Regions from separate parts of the Mus musculus genome. Here regions 2, 3, 4 and 5 are each linked to region 1. Evidence: chromatin contacts called from public Hi-C and promoter capture Hi-C data. All regions are on one chromosome and are shown on one strand. The core of a region is the stretch at or near the end of the contact, and the rest is flanking DNA. Distances in the headings are between cores, read along the strand shown. Region 1 holds the start of Ube2t (ubiquitin-conjugating enzyme E2T). Region 2 holds the start of Klhl12 (kelch-like 12). Region 3 holds the start of Timm17a (translocase of inner mitochondrial membrane 17a). Region 4 has its middle 57 kb from the start of Syt2. Region 5 holds the start of Elf3 (E74-like factor 3).

Evidence for each region. Promoter capture Hi-C pulls out the DNA fragments that hold promoters and counts their contacts. Hi-C and Micro-C count contacts between places; a contact is called where the count stands out from the background. Capture Hi-C pulls out chosen DNA fragments and counts their contacts.
Region 2: a promoter capture Hi-C map of pre-B cells shows a contact between it and region 1, with 4 times the contacts expected there. The contact joins the promoter of Klhl12 here to the promoter of Ube2t in region 1. A contact is called at or near these places in 5 of 39 promoter capture datasets (the 3T3-L1 cell line, hippocampal neurons, liver and 2 more), 3 of 115 datasets of contacts at active chromatin or transcription factors (astrocytes, epiblast stem cells and memory CD8 T cells) and 1 of 9 other capture datasets (macrophages).
Region 3: a promoter capture Hi-C map of adipose tissue shows a contact between it and region 1. The contact joins the promoter of Timm17a here to the promoter of Ube2t in region 1. A contact is called at or near these places in 5 of 39 promoter capture datasets (cranial neural crest, fetal liver, hippocampal neurons and 1 more), 3 of 484 Hi-C or Micro-C datasets (CD4 T cells, CD8 T cells and natural killer cells), 3 of 115 datasets of contacts at active chromatin or transcription factors (bone marrow-derived macrophages, effector CD8 T cells and memory CD8 T cells) and 2 of 9 other capture datasets (adipose tissue and liver).
Region 4: a contact with region 1 is called in a Hi-C map of cerebellar granule neurons, with 1.9 times the contacts expected there. The contact joins the enhancer-like site here to the promoter of Ube2t in region 1. A contact is called at or near these places in 15 of 39 promoter capture datasets (the 3T3-L1 cell line, the C10 cell line, HPC-7-derived erythroid cells and 9 more), 14 of 484 Hi-C or Micro-C datasets (the N1E-115 cell line, cerebellar granule neurons, cerebral cortex and 7 more), 12 of 115 datasets of contacts at active chromatin or transcription factors (astrocytes, embryonic forebrain, embryonic stem cells and 5 more) and 1 of 9 other capture datasets (embryonic stem cells).
Region 5: a promoter capture Hi-C map of adipose tissue shows a contact between it and region 1. The contact joins the promoter of Elf3 here to the promoter of Ube2t in region 1. A contact is called at or near these places in 3 of 39 promoter capture datasets (hippocampal neurons, liver and stem cell-derived epiblast-like cells), 7 of 484 Hi-C or Micro-C datasets (CD8 T cells, cardiomyocytes, cortical neurons and 1 more), 3 of 115 datasets of contacts at active chromatin or transcription factors (effector CD8 T cells, memory CD8 T cells and pancreatic cancer cells) and 3 of 9 other capture datasets (adipose tissue, liver and pancreatic islet).

Annotation. Positions count from the first base shown.
Region 1 is chr1:134,961,269-134,963,860 of GRCm38.p6, forward strand. Ube2t (ubiquitin-conjugating enzyme E2T) reads left to right here and starts at 1,297. Exons shown (of 7, transcript NM_026024.3): 1 at 1,297-1,518.
Region 2 is chr1:134,454,223-134,456,814 of GRCm38.p6, forward strand. Klhl12 (kelch-like 12) reads left to right here and starts at 1,309. Exons shown (of 12, transcript NM_001311136.1): 1 at 1,309-1,443.
Region 3 is chr1:135,312,434-135,315,025 of GRCm38.p6, forward strand. Timm17a (translocase of inner mitochondrial membrane 17a) reads right to left here and starts at 1,304. Exons shown (of 6, transcript NM_011590.2): 1 at 1,261-1,304. The coding sequence starts at 1,286.
Region 4 is chr1:134,650,809-134,653,400 of GRCm38.p6, forward strand. It overlaps a transcript of Syt2 not described here. Among named protein-coding and RNA genes, the nearest start is that of Syt2, 57 kb to the right of the region's middle. Within about 2 kb of position 1,298, at least 74 of the 459 cell types and tissues checked have an H3K27ac peak or open chromatin away from gene starts, as enhancers often do. A contact at or near this core is called in the N1E-115 cell line, astrocytes, cerebellar granule neurons and 2 more, where this site is marked.
Region 5 is chr1:135,257,167-135,259,758 of GRCm38.p6, forward strand. It overlaps Elf3 (E74-like factor 3), which reads right to left and starts at 1,306. Exons shown (of 9, transcript NM_007921.3): 1 at 1,183-1,306; 2 at 449-616; 3 at 1-60. The coding sequence starts at 608.

The DNA of each region.
Region 1 (2,592 bases), core at 47-2,546:
ACTAAATTGGGGAAGCCCAGAGCAGAGTCAGTCAGAGTCCTAATGAGTCTGAGGGTCTCCAGAAGACAAAACACACCATAAAAACCTCCATGAGGAACCAGCTGTAGCTTAACATCAGTTTGGACTAAATGCAGACATCACCGCGGTAGCCAAAATTATATTAGCTTCGAAGTTCAGAAAGACCGACTGCTAGGTCTATGCTATGGAGCTGTACAAAAAGCTAGGAGCAGTGAAAGAGAAAGGTGATTCCTTGATTGATTTCTGGTCCCACCCCCAGGGTTCCCAGAGTTGAAACCAATTCCAGTTCTGCTGAGTCTCAGGTCTTAAGCTTTCCTTTCTCTCCCAAGGACTACCCACTTTTGGCACTCGCAGCTGTGCCCTCAAAGCTGACTTGGCTATAATCATGCACTTGGTTGCTTAGAAAATACCTTTCTAGAGGTGGAAGAGCGCTTGAAAGTCATTTATTCCGTGGTTGGTGTGTGACTCAAAGGGATCAAAGGCTGGCACAGTATGTAGGAAGAGCGGGCTTGTTTTCAGGGAGAGGGAGGGGGAAATCCTTAACTTCCTCACAGTGCAGAGGATCTCTTGCGTTAACCCCTAACAGGTTGAAGCTTCCATATGAACATTTCCAGTGGTGGAGAAATTTACTCCATCCACTTTACTCTTCAGAGTCCTGATGGAATGCTTTGTTCACCAGAATTATAAATTAAAAAAAAAAATCTTTTTTCATCTGGAGGAAATCTATGTACCCAAGGCTGGTCTCAAATTCTCACCTTTTTATTTCAACATGCCTGCGCGACCGTGCTCGGCTAACTTGTATCTTTAGACTACTGATCTTAAATGAAGTTGTAAAGTTTCCCCTGTCATTGCTTAAAGCCTGGGTGACCTGGTAGCCATTGGGAAGCTGCGTAGGAGTGCCAGGAGTCTCAGGCTAGCCTGAGCTACATAGCAAATTCCAAGCTAAGCAAGGGTTGCATCGCGAGACCCCGTTCCACAGAACCACAACAAAGATATAAAGGCAGCTACTCAGCAGTCACTTCTCCAGATTAAGCGTGTCCAGTTGCCTTTTTTTTTTCCTCTCCTGTAGATGACTTCCCAGCCTTCCCAGCTCACAGTCGATTTACAAACAAGACCACAGCGGGAACTGAGAATTCCGGATACGCGTGCGCGCGCCAATTTGAGCGGTGCGTGAGCGGACGCAAGCTCTGAGCGGTGGCCAATAGGCGGGCGCGCGCCTCCCCCAGGTTTGCTGCGGACCAATCACAGTCCTCTCCTGGAAGGGGGTGGAGTCATTCCAACGGTCTCCGCGGTTCCGCGTGAGCACAGCAGAGGCGCGCCGCGGTAAGTGGGGCTGCTGACGGGTGCTGCGAGTGCCACCTGAGGGAACGAGCCCGAGGTCACGGAGAGTCTGGGGAAGGAGTCCCGTTTCTACCCGAGCGGCCCTGGGAGGAACACGGCGGGGAGAGCGAACCGCCCTGGGCGCGCCAAGGCTACCTCCAGCATCTGCCACCTACCCAGGTTCTGTGCATTGATTATTTATTTACCTCAGGCCTGGGACACAAAGAATTTTACGAAGAGTCAGTGCAGTTGTAAAAAGCTTACGTTTGCGGGGAGTGGTTACTGGAAAAGAGGCTAACAACGCCGGTTTAAAAAAAATTAAAAGGAAAATATCTTTTGAAGCCGTAGTGTAAGGAACTCTGTTATGGTTGTTTGGTTGAGGGTTTCGTTTTGTTTGTGAGACAGGTGTCGCTGTAGCCCAGGCTGACCTGGAACTGACTTCTACCTAGGCGCCTCCAGTGTCTATGCCCCCAAGCCCCGGCTCTGTGAAAACCCTTTATATTCATAAAATACATGATAACACATGGCTTTTATACCAAAGGACTTTTTAATTTTTTATTTACTTTTCTTGTATATGAGTGTTTGTCTGCATGTATGTATACACACCACGGGTATGCCTGGTGCCCTCGGAGGCACAGGACGGTGTTAGTTATGAGATGTCAGATGGATGTTGGGAATTGAATCTGGGTCCTCTGGAAGAGCTGCCAGTGCTCTTAACAGCTAAGCCATCTCTCACCCGAGAAGACTTTGTATATACCAATTGTTATCATAGTCTCATGGCTTCTTTGAGAGAAACTGCCTTTTTCCCCCTCGTTCTAATTTGATTAGCATGCCTTTCCACTATGTTCTTATTTTATATAAAGATACAGTTTACAGTTGTAGGTAGTTTTATTGTAATTGATTGCCCAAAGACAACTTTGAGGAGAGCGTTCTCTCCTACTGTGGATTGCTGGGATTGAATCAAGTTGTCAGGCCTGTGCAGCAAGGGCTTTAACCCGCTGAACTGTTTTTCTAGTCCCCTGTATTTACAAGAGTTTTGTTTCGTTTTACTGAAAATAGTCCTTCAGATTTCTGTATAAAATAGCAATGCTTTGGCTGAACAAGTCATGGGGAGAAAGTCAGTAAGCAGCAGCCCTCTGTGGCCTCTGCATCAGCTCCTGCCTCCAGGTTCCTGTCCTGTTTAAGTTCCTGGCCTGCCTTCTTCCTTCAGCAGTATACTGTGATGTAGAAGTGTAAGCCAAATACTGCCCCCCC
Region 2 (2,592 bases), core at 59-2,558, 510 kb before region 1:
CCTTTCACATGCCAGCCACATTTTCAGCTTTAGTTGTTATTGTTTTCTCCCCTTGAATTTGTTCTCTCCTGCTTTAGTCTCCCAAGTGTGGGTATGCACGTGTAATGTCTAGCTCTCACAGAAATTCTTAAAGAATTTGTGTGTTTTTCTGCTCATCAGGAAAGCATTTGCCTAGATGAAAGAAAAAGGGCAAAGATGTTACTAGGGGAAATGCATATATAAAAGCAGAAGTAGCCAGAGAAGACCAGGAGAACCAGTAGATATGTTTTGTAATTTTAAGATTTTATGTGCATAAATGGTTTGCCTACATGTATACATGAGCACCATGTATGTGCCTGGTGCCCAAGATCGTTAGCTTCTGTTCTAGCTACCTTAAGTTCATCTGCTGTAGTAGTTCTGGGTCCAGATTTGGTGGGGAAGCATTCCTGCCCTGAAGTCTGATGACTACACTACAAAACCTAGACAAAATAGATCTACATTGATCATTTTAACAACTATTTCCAGAGTGCCCTCAACATTTTCTATCAATTCTGCACTCTGTCCACCATATTTAAATGTCAGGAACAGTTTGGGATCAAGAAGCTATGACACGAAGAAAACACTATGTAAAACGAAGACGCTGCCCTCTTGACTACACTTTACTATCCCTAAGAACCAAACGCCGTGCAAAGGAAAACTGGATAATCCAATTAGTCATTCATCTATACTGGAACAAGAAACATCTTTCCCTTCTCAGCCAAAGGCAAAAAGTCAAAATCAACGAAAAGCAAACGTCCTAAGAACCGCAGCACTAATGAACGACCATGGTGAGTCAGAGGAGAGGAGATGGCTGTGGCGTCTTCTTTGAGAAGGGTCTTTGCAGTTTCCCCTACTGCGACCCATTTCTGGTGGCTCAGTCAATCCACAAGTTCCTTTTCCTTGGAGTGAAGGAAGCAATCGCCTCATGGTGACAGGCACATTTAGGACCCTGTGGTTATCCGGGATGGGAAAGTCCTCCCTATGGTGAAGCGGAGCCTGATTCTTCAGAAACCGACCTAGAGAACTCTGAAACCCCGTGGGTCTCCCGAGTGTGGCAGGAACGCAGCCTAGCGCCTGCCATACCGCGTGGGGACCGCCAGTCTTGGGTCCTTCTGGCCTCCAGCGCACTGTCACACGCGGCACTCCCCACCCACCCGTCTACCCACTCTCAGGTCTCTTTTTCTGAGCTCTCAGGTAAGCAGGACTTCTTGGCTCGGCCTCCTAAGGTGACGTAACCCAGGAGAGGCCCGCCCCTCCCGTGGCGTGACGTCATCATGCCGCGCGGTCGCCGTACTCCGAGACTGGAGTTTACCACGGAGACTGCTCCGCAGCGGCTGGTCCGGGCGGCAGCGGCGGCGCTCCGGCTGCTCAGCCGCCTGGGAGCCCGGCGCCTAGCACCTCGGCTCGGACGGCCCAGGAGCCCTGGTGAGTGAGCGCGGCCCTGACACACGGCCTTTCCCTCTGCCCTCAGCCGGGGGCGCGGCCTTCCCCCAACCCGGGTACCCCCCCCAGCCCGGGTCGGTAGGAGATGAGCTGGGGCGCTGCAGGCATAGCGCTGCCTTCTCGGCTTCTCCGGAGCAGCTGCCGCCTGCCCCGGGAGAAGGTTTAACCTGGGAGGAAAGAATTCAGCTGAGAAACAGTAAGGGGACGTTTATTTAGTAAAGCTACACACTCCAAAGATTGGAGTGGGCTTCCTCCGAAGGTAGGCAGTAGCGCATTGGGGTTTTAAAGAAGTTTCTTAAGAATATTAGTGAGGTGTAAGGTATATTCATGCATGAAGGTAAGATAATTCCCTTTCCCTCCCAAATTATAGTGGTCTTCACCTCCTCTTGTAAGGCATTTATCCCCAGCAATCTTGAAAAAAAAAAAAAAAAGCAAGGTATGGGGTGGGAGATTTGGAAACTCCAACACATTGTAATGAAGCCAGTGCCTTTTGAGAATGCAGACCCTTTAACGCGGTTTTGGCAATTTGTTAAGTATCGTTTGCCTTGGTGGAACATCCCAAATACAGTTTTACAGATTTTGACCATGGGAACCTTAGTGTAGTCCCTGCTTAACCGGGAGACACAGCTACCAAGATACTGTTGCAGCTTCCATGATTACCGCATATCTAACTCCTTGCCTACCTAGGTCTCCCTAATACTTGATGGTAAGCTTGGTGTTCTTAGGGGAGAACTCCTTTCTCTCTCTCTCTCTCTCTCTCTCTCTCTCTCTCTCTCTCTCTCTCTCTCTCTCTCTCTCATTGCCTTTTTTCTTCCTTCTAGAATGATTTAGAATGGAACCCCTCTATTTACATATTAGCTGTTCTAGAATGTGTAGTTTTTGAATGGTGAATATATGGTCAGGCTTTGTGCTAGGAGGAAAGTTGCAGCCCTGAGGTTACTGTCATTTATGAAACAAATCTTAAAGTTTAATCACAGGCTGGGCCTTGTGCTAGAACACTAGGAAATCTTCATAATCTTCAGCTCCTGAGAATTCAGCAAATCCCCAGTTTCTTGCATCTCATAGTTTGAAACTATGTTAGCTTAAGCAAACCTTTTAAAAACAAAAAGCATTTACTTTAGCAAGTTGTCT
Region 3 (2,592 bases), core at 54-2,553, 350 kb after region 1:
CACACCAAGAAAAAAAAGGAATGTCCAGTAACTTATCAAACATCAAGACATGGCCTTGCTATGTATCCTGGGCTAGCCTAGAACCTAAGTGCTGAGATTACCAGCATGCACAGTGCACTCTGATGAAAATATGTCTGACACAAGGTCTAACCCCAGCTGCCCTAGAACTTGCTATGGAGCCCAGGCTGTCCTTAAACTTGCTGGCTCTCCTGCTTCTACCTCATGAGGCCTGTGCCACCTGACCTGGGGAAAACTCAAATGTATCAAAATTACCCCTCCTGCTAATCTGTGTCATTATACGGCATCTAGTACCAATTTATACAGTCCAGCTAAACCCTGCATATCCAACCCCAACACATGGAGATAACCTCCTCTGAGGACAGAAGGCTGAAGCATACTTTTGGGAGTGCCACCAAATAATAATTTAAAATCCTGGGCAGACACACTATTTGAGGATAATACCCTGACGCTCATTACAAACAAAAACCCAGAATACCAAGATCTATTAGCTTGTGACACCTGAGGCTTTATTCAAACAACTGTTGAGACTCGACAGCTATTACATTAATTTACTGCAAACAGCTATGCCTGATTTACTCTTGTTTACACCTTGAGCCAAGCATACAGCCCTTACTTAATAAACACTTAATGAATTTATGTCTATTCATGGCTTTTCAGAGAACACACGCAGCTCATCTCTTCCTATTTTCCACATACTGATATATCTTTTTTCTTCGGGAATTCCACATAGGAAAGGCCGCTTCAGCCTACAAGGAGCTCATCCAGCCCCCTTGGATGTTGGGTGAAATTTGTGGTCTACTCATTTGAAATGCTTCATCGTGGGGACACTTAGTCCTCATAGGCATAAGGCCTCGGGTATGGCACTCGGAGATCTACATTCCCTTCGTCGAGGCAGAAACTGAGCAGAGCGAGGCTTAGGGACGTGTTCAAGGTCGCCTCAGCAGGCAGAAGGGATCATTATTGTCCCCGCACAAAGTCGACAGCACCTGCCATAGGGAGGAGGTTCCAAAGCTCCACCAAGCCCAGCACCGGACCTCCTCCCAATGCACCACAAGGTCACAGGGGTGCTGGGGTCCTGGCACACTGCGCTAAAAAGCCACCTTTGTCACGCTCATCCACACTACCCACAGCTGCCCAGATCTCGGCGCCGAGCCGCGCGGAGCTCCGCTTGCACCTCAGACTCCGACCACGGCGGATGGAGGAGGTAATTAAGGGACAAGGGCGGCGGCGGCAACTCACCACGGCTCTCTCGCGTATTCCTCCATCTTGGCTCCAACCCGCGCGAGAGTCTACGGCACGCTGGGCGGAAATTGATCCCCGCGACGGAAGTGATCCCAGGCGGAGGCGTGCTACTGGACGGGGATTGGAGCATCTCTTCCTGCCGCAGCCAATGGCAATCGGACTCCTTGTAGACCCGGAGCGTGGAGGCTCCCCGGCCAGGGCGTGGAGGTTCGGGGGTTCGGAGTACTGAGTGACAGAGTTCAGATCAGCCCCGTGGCCTGGGATAAACATTGATTGCCCTTTTTTTCGAGACAGAGTTTCTCTGCCCTGGAACTCGCTTATGTAGCCCAGTCTGGCTTCAAACTCAGATCAGCCAGCCTGTGCCTCCCGAGTGCTGGATTAAAGGTGTGTGTCACCACTATCCAGCCGCTATTTTTTAAAAAGTGCTTTTGCTGTCAGGTATTTATTAATAGTGCTACTTAATTTGCCGTGAACAGTGAATCTTTAATAAATATATGTAGCTCTTTTAGAGCAGATCTATATAGTCATAATGTCTGGAATGTAATAGATAACTTTTAAAATAAAGATTATTTTTATTAATTGATGTATGTACGGGATCTGGTGGGTGCATGGAGGTCTAAGGAGAGTCTACAGAACTGGAATTGTCAGGGCTGACAGCGAGTACTTTACCCACTGAGCCAATTTAGCAGCCCGAAAATAAGTGTTCATCTTATAGAGACAATTGGACCATTTCAGGAGCCATGGCCAATTTGAGACCATTGATTTTGGGGGTCGTTGGTGCCAGATCCTCTTCCATGCCTCCCCACAAAGGATAACCCAGAAAGCATGAGATATGTTTAGCCCAGAGAAAAGAGACTGAAAATAGGGCTATAGTCATACTTAAGTTGGTAAGTCAGATCCCCAGCATCATACACACACACACACACACACACACACACACACACACACACACACACACGGTTATGGTGGCACATATTGAAGTTCAGTGTTATATCCTCAGTTGCATTTAGAGTTCAAAGCCATCCTGAGATACTCCAGACTTCCCTTGTTAAAGAAGAAAAAGCTAAAAGTATGAAGTTTCACCAGCCTTATCAGGAAAACACAGTCACTGCCAGCTATAAAGGGAGTTCTTGTTCCATTCCACCTTAAAACAACAACAACGCCGGGCGTGGTGGCGGACGCCTTTATTCCCAGCACTTGGGAGGCAGAGGCAGGCAAATTTCTGAGTTCGAGGCCAGCCTGGTCTACAGAGTGAGTTCCAGGACAGCCAAGGCTACACAGAGAAACCCTGTCTCAAAAAAAAAAACAACAACAACAACAAAACAAAGC
Region 4 (2,592 bases), core at 48-2,547, 310 kb before region 1:
TGCTCTTAACCACTGAGCAATCTCTCCAGCCCAGGTCTCGTGTTTTAATGCTTGCAGGGTGTATGTGTAAATACTATTAATACTGTTGTCACGGTAGTCCTTAGCTCCCTGTGTGAGCATCCACACATACAACTGGTTGGTTATTCACCATCTGCTCTGCCGGAAAGCCAGGCCAGGAAACGGAGATTTAGCCCTGGACTCTGTTGGCATCCAGGAGGCCTGTGGTAAATGACATAGTTTAAGTGGAGAAATGCCACATAACATTTCCCCCCTCCCCCCATAGGCAGTATAGTGACTATGGGCAGATTGCCTGGGTGTTATCCTGGTTCTGACTCTAGGCAAATTGTTAATCAAATCTTATTTTCAGTCATCCCGTGTGTAGAATGGAGCTTACCTGTCCCCAAAGTAGGGTGTTTGGGGGACGATGAAGTGAATGCGTGCCTGTATGTTCTGGAACAGTGCAGGGTGAGAGCTGTGTGAGCGAGTAATTTTTAACCACGTTTGTCTGTCCTTGTCCACAACAGAGTAGCCGCCCATTCCAGTGCCTCCAACTTCCAGCCAGTTCTGTTTGATGCCCAATGAGCCGTTTCTTGCCAGAGCTTAATTTCTGGGAAGGACCTGTCCCAGCCATCCTTCATTTCCATGTCTGGAACAGGCAGTTCGAAGAGGTTACTGGGGCGACAGATGACCAGTCCTGAGGGGCTGTGGGGAGCATTCGGCTGCCAGCCCCAAGAGTAAATTCCAGGCCAGGCTCCCCGGATGCATCTCAAGCAAGGACTGCTGGAAGCTTCCTCCCTGGGTGGTCTCCAGGCTGGGCACAGTGCCCTGCTGCTGAGGTCCTGGATTCTGGATGCCCTCCTAGCCCTTCCTTGCCACATAGGAAGCAGGGGGTGAGTTGTACCCAGTATGCGTTTTCCAAGTAGCTCCCAGGTATTTATCCGGGGCCTCAAGATTGCAGTTGTAGAAATAGCAGTTGTACGAGAGAAGGCAGAGCCTGGGCGGGTCATGCATGGGTGGCGGCAGAACTCAGCCCCACCCATATCCTGCTTGTATAACTCCTGCCCTCCATCTTGGCACAGCTGTCACTGGCCCTGTCTTACAATAAAAAAGCAGGGCTCTCTCCTCTACTTTCTGTTTGGAGGGACTAAGAAACTCTCTGAAAGACACAAGGCAGGAAATATCCCAGAACACCTAGGGACCCATAACACAAGAGAAACATTCATGATAGCCAATGTAGGGTGATGCTTCCAGAGCCCGGGTGGGCTGCTTGCCAACACCAGCTTCCTCAGTCCTTGGAGCCTGCCTCCTTTCTCTCTGCCCCCCTGAACAGAACTGAAGGGCCAAAGCACTCAGCACTGGGCAGCCTGGGCCCCTTGGAGTCAGGGAGGCTCCCTTCTGGCGTTTGCAAGGGCAGGTTCCTCTGAGCAGGGCAGGGAGTCCTCAGCCATGGAGAACCCTGTCTGGGCGGCCTATAATTGGGCTGATGTGGTGGCTCAGGAGCGGCAATTAGGGAATACTGCAATTAGAGGTGGAATTTTCCCATTACCACTCCCTGCCTCTTAATAGTGAGTGCAGGTGGTTGTGACTGTGAGCAAGGCACAAGGGAGATGGGGGAGATGGGAAATAGAAATGGGGTTTACTCTGAGGGTGGGGTGGGCTTGTGTGGGAGCAGCTTAACCCTTTCCATGCTTTCATACGTGGACTAGCCAGTGGGTGATCTGGTGGTGAGGCAAAGTTGGGGCAAGGGGGCCTTGGGTGTGTTAACCGTAACCAACTGAGGCAGGACCACTCAGGGATTCATATGTACATGTGTGTGTGTGTGTGTGTGTGTGTTTCCACGTAGGGTATTACTTTATAGTCCAGGCTGGTCTGAAACTTGCAGAATAGCCCAGGACGGTCTTAAACTGGGCATTCCTGTTACTTAGCCTCTTAGTATTAGGATAACAGGTATGAACCATTGCTGGGCTTTAAAAAATTATATTATTTTTTGCTGGGCACTTCTTTAATCTCAGTACTTACACAGCAGAGGCATGTGGATCTATGTGAGTTTGAAGCCAGCCAGGCCTACATAATGAGTTCCAGGCAAGCCAGGGCTACATAGTGAGGCCCTACCTAAAAAAAATAAAATGTCTATTTTAACTGACACAGAATGATTGTGTATATTTACTCGGTAGAGTGTAGCATGCATATATATATATAATATATGTAAATATATGTATATACATGTGTGTGTGTATCCTACAATGTGCGATGCTCAGATAAAGACCCTTAGCCCTTAGCACATCACTTGTCTCAGTCTTTATTATTATTATTATTATTATTACTATTTTTTGTCTATGTTACCTGGGTCCTCCAGACGGCCCCTGGAAAATTTAAGAAAAAAACAGCTTTCCACTCTGGTCTGAATTGATGGTCCAGATGTATGGGGCCTCTGTTTTCTGCTTTGAAAACTGGGGAAGTTTTAATGAATTTGTTGGAGAAGAAGTTCTTTGTAAAATGGATCTTACCTTTTCCTGCCCCAACACAGCTTGTTGGAGCAGAGAAGAGCTTTGGAGGCAGCTGTGAGGCCCCTGAGGAGGGCACCTGACAAGG
Region 5 (2,592 bases), core at 56-2,555, 300 kb after region 1:
ACTCCAGAACCTGGGTCTTCGACCAGAACTGGGGCCGCTCGCTAGTCCAGCTTGCCTTCTCTGCAAGGTGGAGTACAGCCAGAGGATCAGTCCTGTCCCTTTGGGATCTTGTCTGAGGTCCTACACAACCCGAGGAGGGGCGGAGAGGGACAGATACATATCCACAATCACAACATGGCTAGTTCTCAAGTTCATCCTCCCTTAATCTGTCACCACAGTTCTTATATTCCCACCACCTCAGCCACTACAGTCTTCTCGGGACTAGGAACACAGTCTAGCATAAATAAGGTCTTGTTTGGGTTCTTTCCCCAGTACTACACAAACATATGAATGAATAAATCCTCCCCAGCCACTAACTCCAGGATACCCTTCCTCCCTGTCCATTTATCATCTAAGAGCCTCTCAGATCATTGGTGTCCTGTCTGTAAAGATTTTACACAGCACTCACCTGGACCTTCCAGTGTCATCTGTTGGTTGTTCAGGGTCAACACCAAGTCTTCAGTGCCAAAGGTAGTCGGAGGAGCAGGAGCCAGGGTGGGGTCTTCTGAGCTGTACATGGCGTTGAAGTAGTTACTAAAAACGTTGCTGATCTCACAGGTGGCAGCCATGAGGGCCCCTGGGAAGAGGAGACAAGGTGGGGAGGGTACAGGTCAGGGTACACTTCCATTTCTGTCTGGCAAAGCCTGGGCAGCAACAGCCGAGAGGCAGGAAGTTCAGTGTTGCTGTAGACATTCTCTCTTCAACACCCCCCCCCTCCACCACACACACACAAACACACACACACCACCACCACCACCACCACCACCACCACCACCACCACCATCACCACCAAGAGCCAGCTACTTGGGGAAGCTGAGGTTGGATGCTCTCTTGAGCCTAGAAGGGTCAGGCCAGCTGGCGCCAAACTGGGAAATTCGGCTCCGAAAAATAAAAATAATCTCAAAGCGGGTGGGACCATGATACAAATTCTTCTGGGGCTCTCTCCACAAATCACGTGGGCTCCTGAACCAAAGAAGCCACCCTGTCCCTCCAAGACACCGATCTGGTCTCTGACCAGTCCCAGAATACACCCACAGTAGCCCCAACACTCCAGCTAGGAACCTCCAAGCCTGAGTGATTAAGTTCAGAACTGTAAATCCACTGGACGGTTCCTGAAGCCAGAGTTAGGGAATGTGACCGTACCGAGGTGTGTCAGGGTTCGGTGTGGCAGGCGGGTGAGCAGGCTTCTGAGGCCACAGGAAGGGAAGAAATCTAAGCGGTCGAAGGCTCCGCAGGTAGCAGTGATGAGTGTGGCCAGGGCGCTGCCCCCACCCGCTCTAAATAGAGCAAAGCAGGAGCTCCTCCCCTCCAGGTCTTCGGCGTACGTCCCCGGTTGTAACCTGAGCTGGTGGCTCATTGGATGCTGGGGATTTCCTGGCCTTCAGACTGGGCTCCCTGTCCCAGGTGATTTGCATATTCCGTGCCACTTGGCCCAGATCCTAGCAGGCGGTGCTGGGAAATCAGGCCTGGCTGGTTTAATGATTGTCAGAATCTGTCATTCCGCACCCTCTGGGGTTGGGCCCTGGGTACTGAACTGGGCAGGTGGCGGGAACATTGCAGGGGTGGGCATCTGTGCCTTAGGCTGCCCTCTGGCCCTGGAAATTCTTCCTGGGGGCCTGGCCAGGGCTGAACTGGGGAGGAGAAAGCAAGGCAAGGAATCTGAACCGGTGGCTGGGTCAAGACTGATGCTTCCAACTGTCTAGAGGTCTAGAGACAAGAAGGGCCTGGTGAAAGTTACCGAGGCTAAGGGGTTTCCTCCACAACACCCAGAAGCTGGGATTCTGAAAGCGGCTAGGCAACACACTGGGCAACATTCACGGTCCAGTGGTGGTTTGGGTCTGATAGTCTGTCTAGTCAGCTACAGAGACCATTTGCTGGCACTTTGCCTGTCTGGAGCCCACCCAAACGCGATGGTTGCTGAAGCGGTAGAGATCAGACACTACTTCAAGTCTTCCCTTGGTGCCTGTGGCGCTCTCCTCGCCTAGGGTCGGCTGGCGGTGCTGTTTGGTTTATCCGCGAGTCTGGTCTGCTCCTGATTACCCTTCTCTCCGCCCACTCCATTAGTATCTGCCTGCTGCCCTCTAGTGGTCAGAAGCCCAACATTTGAGTCATTACAAAGACAAACAGGATGCACATGTTAATTTACTGTTTACCGGGGCCCTTAAAAAACAAAAACAAATTGGGGTGGAGGAGGGCAGCGCACATCTTTAATCCCAGCACTCCTGAAGTAGAGGTAGAAGGATTTCTGAGTTCGAGGCCAGCCTTGTCTACAGAGTGAGTTCCAGGACAGCCAGGGCTACACAGAGAAACTCTGTCTTGAAAAACTAAAACTACAGAACAAAATCCCTCTGGAGATGCAGGAAATTGAACCCAGAGCTTCTTATGCAAGCATTCTACAAATGGGTTCTAGTCCCAGGATTCTGTTCATTTTTGAAACTTTGTCTAGCTACATATACCAGGCTGGCCTCAAACTCAAGAGACAGGCTCTAGAGATGGGTTAAAGGGTAACTACCCAGACCAACACCAGAAACCTTTTTAATATAACTATCCTCA